Regions from separate parts of the Sorghum bicolor genome. Here region 1 is linked to region 2. A link is a contact called in public HiCAR-type data. All regions are on one chromosome and are shown on one strand. The core of a region is the stretch at or near the end of the contact, and the rest is flanking DNA. Distances in the headings are between cores, read along the strand shown.

Region 1 (7,524 bases), core at 3,982-6,481, 160 kb after region 2:
GCTCATAGTCAGCCGTTCACCACTCCACAGCACTAGGTGTCTCAGGGTGCTATCTCTTCTGGCTTTGAGCAGACACTCCAGTTCACTCTTCAGCACTCCGGTTTCACGCCACAGTCTGCCTCTGCTTCTCAGTTAGTTCTGGATTCTTCAGCGGGGTAGGACCTGTCCTTTTTGTAAAGTGCTCTGACTGGTATGCCTATGTTGATGGGAAATAAGACCTAGTTCTATATACTCAAAAGCACGTCAATAGTCCTTGATTGAAGGAAGATAAGCATCACATGAACATATTTATCACTAATAAACTTCCACTTGTACTCTTAGCTTGTTTAATGCAGGGAAGAAGGAAATGGAGCCCTGTGGGCCCCATAACCTCGGTCGGCCGGCCATGGTTTGGGCCCACTAGGGGCTCCCCTTCATGGCATACTCCAAGGAGTCAATTCCAACCCTTGGATCCAAGTATGCTTGCCCTCAACGGTTCAAACACTTAGCACATGGATCGTTGTGCCCACATGGAAGCAAGCAAGTGTGCAACCAGACTCAACTTTGGACAACACTTCACATGACAAGTGGGGACACCACCAGGAGGCTAGTGGTGGGGTAGGGGCCCCAAAGGTCGGGCGGCCGACTGACCAATTGAGTCATGCCACCTGGTCCAGCCTCCCACCGATCTAGGGACCTTCTAGAAGGTCGGTGGGACCCACTATCATCCAAATGGCAGGTCGGCTGACCGACATGTGGGCCCCAACTTAAGTCGGTTCACTCCCACTAACATCCCCATGATGAACATGTGATGGAAATCCCCAACCATTGATCATATGGCGGTTCCAAGGTCGGTTTGATCCAACGGTGGAGAAGAGGGAGCACGCGGATCACTGACGTGGTGTTGGAGTAGCCCCTACTCCATCTCTCCCCTATAAATACCCCCTTAGAGAGCCTAGTTAAGCATGATGTATCTTAGTAAGAGCTACTCTTAGCTAAGTGTGAGAATAGAGGGAAGAGAGTGAGGAGTTCCCCGAGGAGGAGTCCTGGCTTGTCGGGAGTCTTCTTCTAGGAGCGCCTCAGCGGATGCTTGTCTTCTAGTAAGTCTTCCTTCTAGTTGCCTCTCATCTGAGTACTTCCAGTATTTACTTTCTGTCTTAGTTTATTTTAAGTATACAACCAGTCTACTGGCACATTGCTTTGCCTTGTGTGAAGTGCTCGAAACCTTAGCTGGGTCTAGAGTAGTAGAATTAGTGTAGACGTGGTGTCTAGACTAAGTCTGCCCTTGTGGACTTCTTGTCGCACCTGAAGAACGCCAGCAGCGAAGCGTGACAGGCCTCTGCTGCACATTAGGAGTTCTCTTCAGTGTGTTGTTAGGCAAGTTGCAAATAATAGTTTGCATGCATGGTAGCTGCCTAAGGAAGTGTTTCGCCACACCCTTTTCACCTATCGGCCACAATAAGAAGGGAGTTAACTCTTAAGTATACTTAGGATAGCTTAGCCAGAAGCCAAATACTAGAAATACCTCTCCACCCAATCCTAAGCCCTTTGATCATAATCCGACGACTCAATTGGTTTAGTTAGTCCACTTCTCGTTCCCCGTGAAAAATACGATGCCTGGAATACTCATGGTGAAGTGCTACATTGACCACCGTCCACTTGTGGTAAAACCGTTTGCCACTTCTGGTGTCACATAAGCATTTCTGGGACTAACAATCCTAGGTAGTGACGCTAAGAAGAGTCAACAGCCTACTCCACCTCCACAGCAGGCTCCTGCAACTTTTACCTTACCAGTCACCACTACAGAGCGTCTATCGTCATTCGTGGCTTCATCTGACTAGCTAGCTCCTTCCTCCACTATATCAGAGACTTCAGCGATAGCCACTAAGTCTATGCCAGCCTCGTCCATAGGTCTTGAGACTCAAACAACGACACAGATAGCTACAGAGCACACCGAGCCGACCCAGACTACTTCACCAGCTCGTGCACCTTCAGAGGGTCAGACGACTTCTTCACAGTCCACTAGTGATCGCACAGATGATGACACAACTCAGTTTGAGGCAGTGCCACATGACTCCTCTGCTCCTTCTCCGCCTGCAGATCCTTAGGTTTTTGGCGTTTGATGCCAAAGGGGGAGAGTGAGAGTATGTTAGACTTAGAGGGAGCTAGTGAGTGGGTCTTTTGATTCTTTTGGGTGCTACACTTTATGCATCATGTTTACTTCATCCATTGTGATCTACTTTGCTTTATGGTTGTGAGACATGACACTTGTGCTTTATGTGATAATATATGTCATGTGTTTTTGGCTCATATGTTTTTGCTTTCGTGTTTTTACTCCGATATCTTATGAGTCATATGTTGTTATATCCTGTTGTACACATCTCACATATTTGGATGTAGGATATTAGGCTTGGTTGATATAAGCATGACTAATCCCTTTTTGATCTTATTGTCACATGCTTATAGAAACCAAGTCACTTGAAAACCTCACTTCAAACATACTCGAGGTTATTGTCATTAATCACCAAAAAGGGGGAGATTGAAAGCATCTAGGCCCCTAATGAGTTTCGATGATTAATGACAATGTTGATTACTATAACTAACGTATGTTTTATAGAGGCAAAGTCATTTGTGTTAGGTCATGGTAATGGCAATCGATGGACTAAGTCGTTCATGTCGACTTAATGGTGGAAATCATTTCGGTTTTCAAAGGATGGTTGGACATCGTCGAGACTACACTAGGTCTAGGTGCCATATGGTGAAGAAGGGCACTTAGAGTAGTTTAGGACTTTGTTTTTCCTTTGACCGTACTATTAAGGGGGGCATTGAATGGGTAGCTTGACCTAGGCAAGACTTTAGGTCTAGGTGTGGTGCACACTTGGTAAATCTAGCACTAGACAGCTCTAAGAAAGTCCTTAGATCGAGAGAACCAAACTTCATTTTGGAAAGTTCACGTTTCGACGAAGTTTGGGTGCTGAAACAGCACTGGACGCTAGCACCGGACACTCTGTGAGTGCGTCCGGTGATGCTGACGTGGGTCAGCGCATCTAGGTGCCTAGGGTTAGGCACCGAATGCACGCACCGAACTCGCCGGGGTGCGTCCGGTCCCATACCGAGGGAGGTCTGCAGAGTGACCATGCACCGGATGCGGACACCGGACCCACCGTGGTGCATATGGTCCCGTACCCAAAGAGGGTTGCATTCTGCTCTCTCACTGGATGTGGATCAGGTGAATCTCGGACTCACTATGAGTGCGTCCAGTGCATGGTAGATGCAAGTACAGTTAGCCATTAATGGGCACCGGATGCTCTGCGGAGCGCATCCGGTGCAACATTGAGCGCGTCTGGTGCTCCCATTTTTCTAAGGAATTCGGGTGGCCGGCCCATGGAGTTGATGGGGAGTATTTATACTCCTCCATCTCGTCCATGGGAGCTCTCTTGCCCATTTGTTCAGTTGAAAAACACCTTCTGGTGCAAGAGAGAAGCAATAGCCTAGAGAGGATTGAGAATTGAGTGTTTTCTTGAGTGAATCCTTCTCTAGTGAGTTCCAAGAATTTAAGTGTGCATCCATCACTCTCTAGAGCTTTGTTTGGGTCAAGTGAGAGTTCTTTGCTTGTTACTCTTGGTGATCGCCATCACCTAGACGGTTCGGTGGTGATTGGAGGCACGAAGACCGCCTAGAGTTCTTGTGGGTGGCTCGTGTCAAGCTTGTGAGCGGTTTTGGGCGATTCACCGCGATGGAGTTTCAAAGAATCAGCCCGTAGAGAGCACTTCGTCGTTGCGTGGACCAAGGGGGAGCAAGACCCTTACGCGGGTGCTCCAACGAGGACCAGTGGAGAGTGGCGACTCTCCGATACCTCGGCAAAACATCGCCGCGTTCTTCTTGCTCTCATCTTTTACTTTCTAGCACTTATTTTGAGCATTTACATTCCTAAAATTGCCATGCTAGAATAGGATTGGAACTAGATTACAGAACTTTTATCTGGTAGCTCTCTAGAACACACATAGGCACAGGGGGTTGAATTGAAGCTTATAGGTTGCTTAAATTTTTAGAGAAGCCAAATTCATCCTCCTCTTGGGCATCTTGACCCTTTCAACTGGTCGCCGAGCATCATCTCGTTCGAGGGGCTAGAAGCACCTTGGCCTCCTAGACGGCGGTGCCTTGGCCTCCTCGACGGCAGCAGGTCGTGTTGCCGTAGTTACCAGAGGAGGTCACCAGCTGGATCGAGGGGTTATTGGAAACAGTTGCGCGAGGCGAGGCGAGGCGTGCGCACACCACCTTGATTTGCTAGGGGCCTGATGGGGCCACCACAGCAGAACAAAATCGAGTGAGGTCGAGCGGCGCCGGGCACTGGTTGATCTTGGCCTAGACCTCGTCCACTTCGAGACAATGGCGGCGGTAGGACGAACAACCCCTCCTCACCAATCCACTCCCACCGACTCCTCCATCGTTCTCACCCGTCCCTGTCGCCATGGCCATCGGCATAAGATGGGATAGGATTAGGGGTCATTATCGGCGGGGAGGAGTAGGGAGGCGGCGGATGGGGAATTGGGGACTGAGCCGGGAGGAGCCGAGGAGGAATGTGATGATGGGTTTCTTTGTTCGCGCCGATGGGTTTCCTTGTGCGCGCGATGCGGGATGCGACGGGGATGAAAGCGCTAGTGGGGACGGGATTGTCGAGCAGAGGCTTTCCTTGTTTGTGCGACACCGGACGCTTGAGACGTGGATTGCAGGTGGCGGGCAGACGGATGAAACAAACAATTGTCGCACAAAAAATTGTACATACTTTATTTTTTTAGTTGTAGGAGATTAATAACTTCTGACCTATAGAATCACAGTTTTAAGATATTGCAGTATTTGAAAACCGCATAATCCAAACATAGACGCGTTCAAATGGGGAAACAAAACCGCGGTCACGTGCTTAGCGTTCGCGTCAGTTGATGCAGAGAAGAAACGCAAGGAATTTTCTGTCGATCCCAAGAACAGAGGACGCGGCGCGGACGCTTTCAGAGAAGCGGGTGCGCGTACTCCGCACGGTCTTGGCACACGAAGAAAACACCACCGAGTGGGACTGGGATCCCGTGTCCCTCTGGTTTCGTTCACAAACCCACCCCCCCCCCCCCCCCCCCGCGCGTACCGAAACCAACCCTCCGTGTCACGAATGGGGTCAGCCCGCACGGGAACGCCGCAAGGGTAATCTCGTAACTTCCCCTGCGCACCCGCTTCGTCTCCCTATCCTCCTCGCCTTCGCCTAGATTCCTATCTCCACCGCGTTCGGGCTCCTCCCAACACCAGCCCCGCAGAACCAAACCCTAGCTGCGCTTCCCTCCTCCTCCAGATCCCGGCGCCCCGGACCCATGGCCGTGCTCGTTCCCAGCTCCAGCCTCTCTGCCCGGCGCCCCTCCGCACTCTAGCTCCGGATCGCCCGCGCACGCAAAGCCATGGAGCCCACCACAGCCGAGGACGCCGCAGCCGCAGCCGCCGCGCCGGACTCGTGGGAGACGGCCGACATCGACGGGCCCATGAGCCGGCTCATCCTCTCCGCGCGCCGCGTGTCCTCGTCGCCCGACCTCGCCGACGACCAGGACCCGCCCCAGCCGCCGCCGCCTACTCTGCAGCCGCAGAGCGGCCCGGCTTCCTCGGCTGCGCGCGAGGATTTGGTCGCTCAGGTCGATCAGTTCCTACGGGAGGCCCTCGAGAAACCAAGGGAGAGGCTTTCTGGTAAAATTCACGCCTCCCGAGTTAGTTTACCAATGGATTTGTCTGTTATGCGATTCTACTAATTTGGTGATTGGGTGACGAAAAGGTTAGCCTAGGATTCGTGCAGAGTGTTCCTTGCTTGTTTTGAGATGTAAACAGGCGGCTGGCTGCTTTAGGCCTTGTTTAGTTCGCAAAATTTTTCGTTTTTGGCACTGTAGCACTTTCGTTTTTATTTGACAAACATTGTCCAATCATAGAGTAACTAGGCTCAAAAGATTCATCTCACAAATTACAGATATACTGTGCAATTAGTTTTCATAGGACATATGGGCATATATGTTGTATTGTTGTACTTATATGCTGTGTGCTGTCTTTATGTACTTCATCCCATATGGCTTGCTACTATAGCGAGGCAACTAGGTATGTGGAAAATGTGACTGATGTATTCCATGCATTTTATGTCCTTTTAATATATGCAAACATACCTGGCCCTAAGGATAAGAGATTTATTCAACTATCAGATAGTAAAGTTCTATTCCAAAAAATATGAATTGCAGGAGTGTTTGTTCCAAGCAGCTAGTGCATCTGATTGTGGTGTGGTTCTACTACTGTTCATCTCAATTATCCTCAACTGGAACTTCACAATTTGACTGTTCCATTGCCTAATGCTTTAATTGACAAAATGCGCGGTCTTGTATTTGACTCCAGTCTATTCATTTCTGCAGTGCTAAGAATGGAGCAAGAAATTTTGAAGTTCATTCGTGACCCTAGGCGTACAGAGTTTGAATTCAATGGTCTTCCAACTTCGTATCTGCGTCTTGCTGCACATCGCCTGGCACAGCATTACTTCCTGCAGTCTATTGCCATACCAGACAACAGTTTGCCTGATGGAACTGGTTCGCGTATCATCCTCCGTAAGACATCATCCGAGTGCCGACTGCCTGCTGTCCGCCTTGCAGATATTCCAGTTAACCTGCCACAAGAAGAAAGCATCTCTGTGGCGAAAGTAGCTATTAAGCAGAGGCCTCAAAAGAATTTCCATGGCATGAACAGCTCAAGTGCTCACTCATCTAGAGAAAACCTCCAGAAAAGCGTCGAAGAAAGGAAAGAGGAATACAACAAGGCACGAGCGCGGATATTTAACAACAGCAATAGCAGTAGTGCTACTGATGGGAGATCAGCTGAGGAAGTGACTTTACCCAGTACTCTTCACAGGTCCACTTCCTTGGAGTTGAACTCAAGCAGTAGAATGGGCCAAGGGGCTGAAATTACTCTCGAAAGGAGCTTGACTACCACGTCAGCTAGCAGCAGGTCAAATAGAAGCAAGATTGATAAGGAGCCTGCAGTCAATAGAAGCAGGCAGAACAATAGGGTTGCAATTTTCAGAGACCGTGAGTCAGAGCGCAAGGATCCTGATTATGACAGAAGCTATGACAGGTCAGTTTCTTGTCTTGTTACACATGTCTTTGCTGCTATACTCCTAGCGCAACACGAACAAGAAAGCTTTTATGGTTATTTTTACCATGCTTCTGCTCCAATAGTTTCTTATGCATTGTATGTCACTGCCTTTTAAGTTTAGTGAAGTCCTACTTCATTTAACTATTGCCCTAAACTTTGAAGTCAACTGGCAAAATATCAGTTTGATTGCTAATGATGGGATGCTAAAGCATGGCAATAAGAGGATCATTTCTTATAGGAAACACTAAATCTTGTGATGTGCTTATTTTCTATTAAGTTGGTTAAGCTAGTTCGGATTACATGATACCTTTTTCTGTTCTTGTTCACTGTGGTCGACATACTTGATCCTTAGATATTCTTTTTACTCACCATGAGTGACTTGTACAG
Region 2 (6,731 bases), core at 2,247-4,746:
CGACGCCTGGCGTGAGGGTCACCGCACGCAGCCCGTCGTCCACCTGATCTGCTATGTCCTGGAACCAGAAATGTCTCGCACCCATCGTTCACCTTCCATCGCTGCGCGTACGGTGCATATTGTTTCTGATGAAATTATTACTCATGTGTCTATGGAGTATATGCAATGAAAAAAAAACACCATACCAGTTTAATAGCCAAATTAAGACACATATGCTGCAATTTAAAAAATCTCAAATTGATTTGAAGTCCTCCAAAGGAACCAATGATTGACATAATAGTGTTTGCAGTGCGTCAAATGTGAATAAATATCTACATCTCAAATTTGGTGCACATCTGGTGTGCGAGAACGCAGTGCTCATAACATGTTAGTTAATTCCGTTCACTGTTTGATGACGAGCTCCTTCACAAATGCGACCACTTTGGGCACATCGACCGTCCATGCGACCGAAATCGGCGAGTAGCCAGTCCATGGGTTCTCTGAATTCCACCTGCACCAACCAACGTGATGCAGCAACAATTGACGATGAGTTACAATCTCTAAGGTGCAAGAAAAAAATGCAACAACCGCTTACTTCTTCAGCAACATGTCCATGGAAGTATGCCCGACGCAGATGCCCTGTGTCTCCACCCTCACCACACCCTTCTTGAACGTGAACATCTCCGGACAAACCAGCGCGGCAAAGCTCACCGGATCATGTAGGAAAATCACTGACCGAAACCAGAAACATGAGCTCAAAGTGTCATGACTCTGAAGATGGCAGTGTATGTATATAACACAAAGCTATGTATTGTTGCAGCGTACCAGGAGCACCATAAGACTTGATGTGCCAGTCCAAGTAGAACTTGCATACATCACATAGGAATTGCGCGTGCTTCCCTTTTGAGTTTCTTAGCTCCAGGAGATCCTTATCTGCAAGTATCAGCAGGTTCAGTACCTCACATACACATGGTAACTGAAATGAGAAAGGATGACCATATTCATATTTCTTCAGGATTTCAGGGAAGATCAAGTACCTGTGAAGCTAACTTGCGTTGTGATGTTGAGGCCAACGACATAGATGTCTGCCCCAGAAGTGAAAACTATATCGGCTGCCTCCGGGTCGCTGTGGATCTGCAAAGGGTAAATTAAGACATTACATTAGGCCCGACAAATCACGGTTCAGACTTCTGGTAGCACACCGGCTCACATGATTGGCATTACATTTGCTTCAGCAGAAGGGGTGGCATTTCCAGCTGCAAAGAATGCTCCACCCAGCACAACAATCTTCTTAACATTTTTCACAAAGGAGGGATCCTTCTTGATGGCCTGAGAAACATTATAGCATATCTTTACCTCAGCAATCAATCATATACTATCGCTCCCAAAATTCTACGGAAAGAACATACCAATGCTATGTTTGTCAGAGGACCCAAGGCAAGCACAGAGACCTCTCCAGGAAATTGCGAGACCTTATCAACCAAGAAGTCAGCAGCGCTTTCCTCAACTTTCTTGATAGTGGGATCAGGAAGAACTATGTTCCCGAGGCCATCAGATCCATGAACAAAGTCGGCAACATGCGGCTTTCCTCCCTATTCACAACACAAAAATTTGAAACATTCAATATTTCAATGACACATAGCTGAATTAATTACCCAACTCAGCAGGATGCATAAAGTCACTTTCAATGGACTTGGCATCAAACGATATAGACAGCAGGCAATGCCGTTTCGTGTGATATACGAAATTTTGAAACTTGACCTGGTTGACTTCCTGGTTGAACTATCACTTCTTTTAGTGGGAAAAATAATGATTGAAATGGAGACTCTACTGAACACATTTTAATATTGTAGATTGTTTAGTTACATTGATTCTTTCATTATGCCTGTGAACTAGCTGTCGGGAAAAAACATATTAGAACTACTAATGTGCCACCTAAAGCTACACGAAATTTTCTCTGGTCCAACAACCGTTCCTAAGACATGTAGCAGCAAATTGCAAACTAGGTAGTGTGACCAATACCTTGAGAGGCTCATGGCTGCCCTCTGCTACTGGAACCTCAGGATGGCCTGCCTTCTCGCACTGTTAGCATTGCAGATGAAGTAGAATTGCAAGTGTAAGTAAAGCTGAAGAAACGAAGTGGAAAAGGAGCATTTGTCATGAATACATCTAATACTACTCGCCAGGATCAAGGCGTTGCGTGTGGCGTGCTCCGTGGTGCAGTTGCCGAAAATGGTGGTGAGCCCTAGGACTTGCACTCCCGGCAACTGGAAAGCCATCATGATCGCCACGCTGTCATCTGGAATCAGAGGATGAATATTGCAAATTCTCCATGATGACATCACAAAAGTTTAAATGTTCGGAGGTTAATCTAAGGTGAATATGTGATGCTGGTCACTGGTCAGTGTCCAGGCACGCAAATTCTCCATGATGTCATCACAAAAGTTTAGATGTTTGCAGGTTAATCTAGATGGACGAATATATAATGGTGGTCACTTGTCAGTGTCCACTGTCCAGGTCTGCAAATTCTCCATGACGATTTCGCTAAAGTTTAAAGTATACTTGGAGACCTCTTTAAGAAAGAGAGGCATCTTTTCAAAATACAGAATCCGAAAGAGTGACATCTTTGGCCCCTCTGCTGTACGGATATTCGTAGACTATGAGCGGATATTCGTGGACTCTGATGCAGAAAGTATATGATGCAATGCACAGGCATAAAAATATGATCCTAAACTACCAGATAAGCAATTTAGTGGGAAGAAAAGGTGAAGGAATTTTGCAACACATCTCAAATGTTCAGTTAGCAATTCCCCAGTGGGAGCAGACAGAAGCGGTGAGAATTCCCACGAATCAGAACTGGTCCAAGTCCAGGGGTCAGCAAGTAAATCAACCAGGGATATATATATATATATATATATATATATATATATATATATATATATATATATATATATATATATATATATATATATATATAGAGAGAGAGAGAGAGAGAGAGAGAGAGAGAGAGAGCAGAGGTGTCAAAGTTCACCAAGGAATGAAGCAAGGCATGGCAACTAGCATCGATCGACCTAGTAGCATAATCTGAATCTGAATGAGTAATTTATAGCGAGGGAAAGAGAGGAGAGTTTTGCGCACCGATGCCGGGATCTGTGTCGATGATGAGCTTCATCTCCTCCCGCTCGTCGCTGCGGTCGATCTGCCCGTTGCCGCCCTCCATCTCCAAGACTCCGATCGTCGTCTTCTTCCTCCCTCCAGTCCCGTCGATCCGTTTGAGGCAGGCAGCAGGCGGCCTGACTAGACTATCTAGCAAGGTAGGGGATTGGAGATGGTGCAGACGACAATGATTGATTGATTGATCGATCGAATCGATTTCGAGGGAGGAGGAGGAAACGGATCGGAGAGGAGGTGGCGGCGGCGGCGGCTGCAGTAGTCTCACTCGATCGACAAGTAAGCAAGGCCAACTGCCCAGGCACATGAATTGTGCTATATACTCTCTCGTCGTGTGTTGGTTGGTGAATGAAGAAGCAAACGCATGTGATTGTGATGGCGACCGAATGAACTACTGGCCGTCGTGCACTGCTGGCTCATGGCGTCGGCTAGCCGTCCGATCAGAAACCGACGGACGGCACGGCGGATCGGAGGTCGGGACGCGTGAGGGTGAGGGTGAGGGTGACGTGCACGGGTGCTACTCAGCACCAACCCAACGCCAACGCGTGCGTGAGAAATGATGCACCGCTTTCGCTCTCTGCCTCCCATCATCTCCGATCCTTTTTTTTTTCCTTGCAATGCGCGGCGGACGATTATCACCGTCGCCGACGACTGAAATACCACGTACGTCAGCGGCAGGTGTGTCCGCTTTCCTGACGACCGACGTGTAAAGTAAGAAAAATTAAATGCACGCCCTCTCGATGTTTAAACTTCAGCTTCACCGGCCATGGATATTGATATTGCATCATCAGTTTACGTACAACTACTGTTTACTGAGCATGATGTAAGCAGTTACAATTAGCCAGCGCCGACATGGCCTTGTTTAGATACAACAAAAAAAAACCCCAAAACTTTACAAGATTTTCCATCACATCGAATTTTGTGGCACTTGCATGGAACATTAAATATGGATAAAAAAGATAACTAATTGCACACGATACGAATCTTTTAAGTCTAGTTCTTGTTTAGATGCAAAAAGTTTTTGGATTTTGACACTGTAGCATTTTCGTTTTTATTTGACAAACATTGTCCAATTATGAAGTAACTAGGCTTAAAAGGTTCGTCTCGTGATTTACAAGTAAACTGTGCAATTAGTTATTCTTTTTATTTATATTTAATACTTCATGCATATGCCGTAAGATTCGATGTGACGGAGAATCTTGTAAAGTTTTGGATTTTTGGGTGTATCTAAACAAGGCCTTACTCTATGATTGGATAATGTTTGTCAAATAAAAACGAAAGTGCTATAGTGTCAAAATCCAAAATATTTTTGGATCTAAACAAGGCCAATGGACTCTTATCTTATTAGGCTATACGGCGCTCCCAAATTAAAAGTGGATGGGCAGGATAATTAAGTTTGTGGCTAGGTAATGGTTGATCCCAACGCCAAGCGGACAAATCAAGAGACGAGCATGTACCTACATTGGGTTTGCCATTTTGCCAACCGTGAGTCGTGAGACCTGCTTGAGACGGCAATGCAAGTTGCCACATGGGAACGTGGTCGTTGCCATCCGCTGCTGCCGCCTTTTCTAGTTCAGTGTGATCCATGCATCGATATCGGGCGCATGATGCCAGCGACAATAATCATGCATGTTCTTCCGCATCAACCATTACTACACAAATCATTTTACAAAACGGTATTTTTTATTAACAAAGGCGGTAATGAAGTCCAACCGTCTCGATTAATGCCTATGATTAACGGGGATGGGCTTTTTTAATTTACCGAGGAAGTCTTCTTAAGTCAATTGCCTCCAAAAAATAATATATTTTCGAAGGCGGTTGCCTAAAGATGACCACCTACATAAAACCATTTCTAGAGGCGGGGACACTATGATGCCCGCCTCCAGAAAGGCCGAGGTCCAACAGGCCAGGAGAGACCCAATAAACATCTTCAAATATAAATACAACAACTTAGGGTTTCTCATTCACCACTTCTCGTTCTGAGACCGACCAAGAGACACATCTTTCTCCTCATGAGTGCAACTCCTCCCTCTCCCGCACGAGCCTGACCACTGCCCCTCCCTCTCTCCGATCGCTCTTCCTCCTCCTCCTCTCTCTCTCCTCCTCGACTACTAGTGGCGGAGTAGTAGTAGCAGTCAACAGCGGGCGAAGAAGTAGTGGCTGAAGAGCGTAGTAATAACGACAGGCAAGCCGACGGCGCACGTGCCCTTCCTCCCTCCGGTGCGTAGGGCTTGGAGCTGGGCGGCAGCATGGCCCCCGGTGCCCTCGTCACTCTCCTCCGGCGTGGCAAGCGGCCCCCTCGTCCTCCAAGCGGCGCAAGGCCCCCTTGTCCTCCAGGCGTCTGCTCTCCTCCGGCACGGGTATAAACCCCTATACCCTTACGGCTAGACTTGGGCCAGAAGGCTTGGCTCATTACGAGACGAGTTCGAGGCTTGATCCGACTGTTTGGAGTTTCACGCAAGGAAACAAGATGTGGAGATCAAGCAGGATTCTAGTCGGTTAGAATAGGAATTGATATCGTACTATCTATGGCAATTGTAACCGACTAGGATTAGTTTCCAGATCTGTAACCCTGCCCTCTGGACTATATAAGGAGAGGCAAGAGACCCCCCTAGAAAATTAATTCCAACTCAACACAATCCACAACAATACAATCAGACGCAGGACGTAGGTATTACGCCCACACGGCGGCCGAACCTAGATAAAAACCTTGTCCGTGTCTTGCGTCACCATCAAGTTCGTAGCTTGCGCACCGTCTACCGATAAACTACTACCCTGGGCATACCCCAAGGTAGACTGCTGACCAGCTTTCGTCGACAGTGGCGCGCCAGGTAGGGGGTGTGCGTACAGTTCTCTCGACGAACAAGATGGTCATCGTTCCAGTTTCCGCGGCCGTGGCTGAAGGCCTCACGTTCACCGTCGGCCAGATCACTTGGACTACTCGTGGCGACGGCCTCACGACCACGACCTCGGAAGAAACCCAGATCCGGGCGGCAGAGGCGTCGACTTCCATCACGCCAACTCCGAGGACTCGACCTCCACTCCCTCGCTACAAGGCAAAAGCGAGTCGACAACTCGGACCTTCTTCAAGCCCTCGAACCTGGTGGATTCGATCTCGCGCAAACCCGATCATGCGGCATCAACAAATTTTTTCGACTCCCGTCGACCAACTCGTGTCACCACGCACGAACAACTGGAGACGTCCCTGGCAATAACGTCGACCCCACGGGATGATCTGTCAAGCTCAAGACAGCCTCCCCAGACCAGAACTGCCTTTATGGTCTGAACAACGCGGCCGACCAGTATTCGCGGCATACCCGATCTCTATTCAGCAAGGCGGGCTTGTCGCTGGGCCAGATCAGCCGAGCAGCTCGTCATTACGTCAACATGGTATCCATCCGAGTCCTGCCACACAATAAGGCTACCAATACGAACTCCTGCACAGGATCTGTCCCTACCGAGGTTTTACACCCCGAGGACGAAGACTACGACCTGGATCTACCACCATACCCCCCGGGTTTTTCTCGTTTTCCAGTCTTTCCACCCCGGCGAGGAGATCTGATCTTCAACGTCAGCAACGA

Evidence for each region. HiCAR-type assays count read pairs that join an accessible place to other places.
Region 1: a HiCAR-type map of leaf shows a contact between it and region 2, with 6 times the contacts expected there. The contact joins the promoter of LOC110433016 here to the promoter of LOC8061693 in region 2. A contact is called at or near these places in 2 of 4 Hi-C or Micro-C datasets (leaf and leaf mesophyll) and 1 of 1 datasets of contacts at active chromatin or transcription factors (leaf).

The regions. Positions count from the first base shown.
Region 1 is chr2:20,013,062-20,020,585 of Sorghum_bicolor_NCBIv3, forward strand. LOC110433016 (R3H domain-containing protein 1-like) reads left to right here and starts at 5,232. Exons shown (of 5, transcript XM_021454548.1): 1 at 5,232-5,700; 2 at 6,405-7,116. The coding sequence starts at 5,421.
Region 2 is chr2:19,858,345-19,865,075 of Sorghum_bicolor_NCBIv3, forward strand. It overlaps LOC8061693 (probable uridine nucleosidase 2), which reads right to left and starts at 3,497. Exons shown (of 9, transcript XM_002461943.2): 1 at 3,118-3,497; 2 at 2,163-2,278; 3 at 2,002-2,061; 4 at 1,389-1,571; 5 at 1,204-1,308; 6 at 1,017-1,113; 7 at 805-912; 8 at 575-710; 9 at 214-490. The coding sequence starts at 3,457. The coding sequence ends at 382.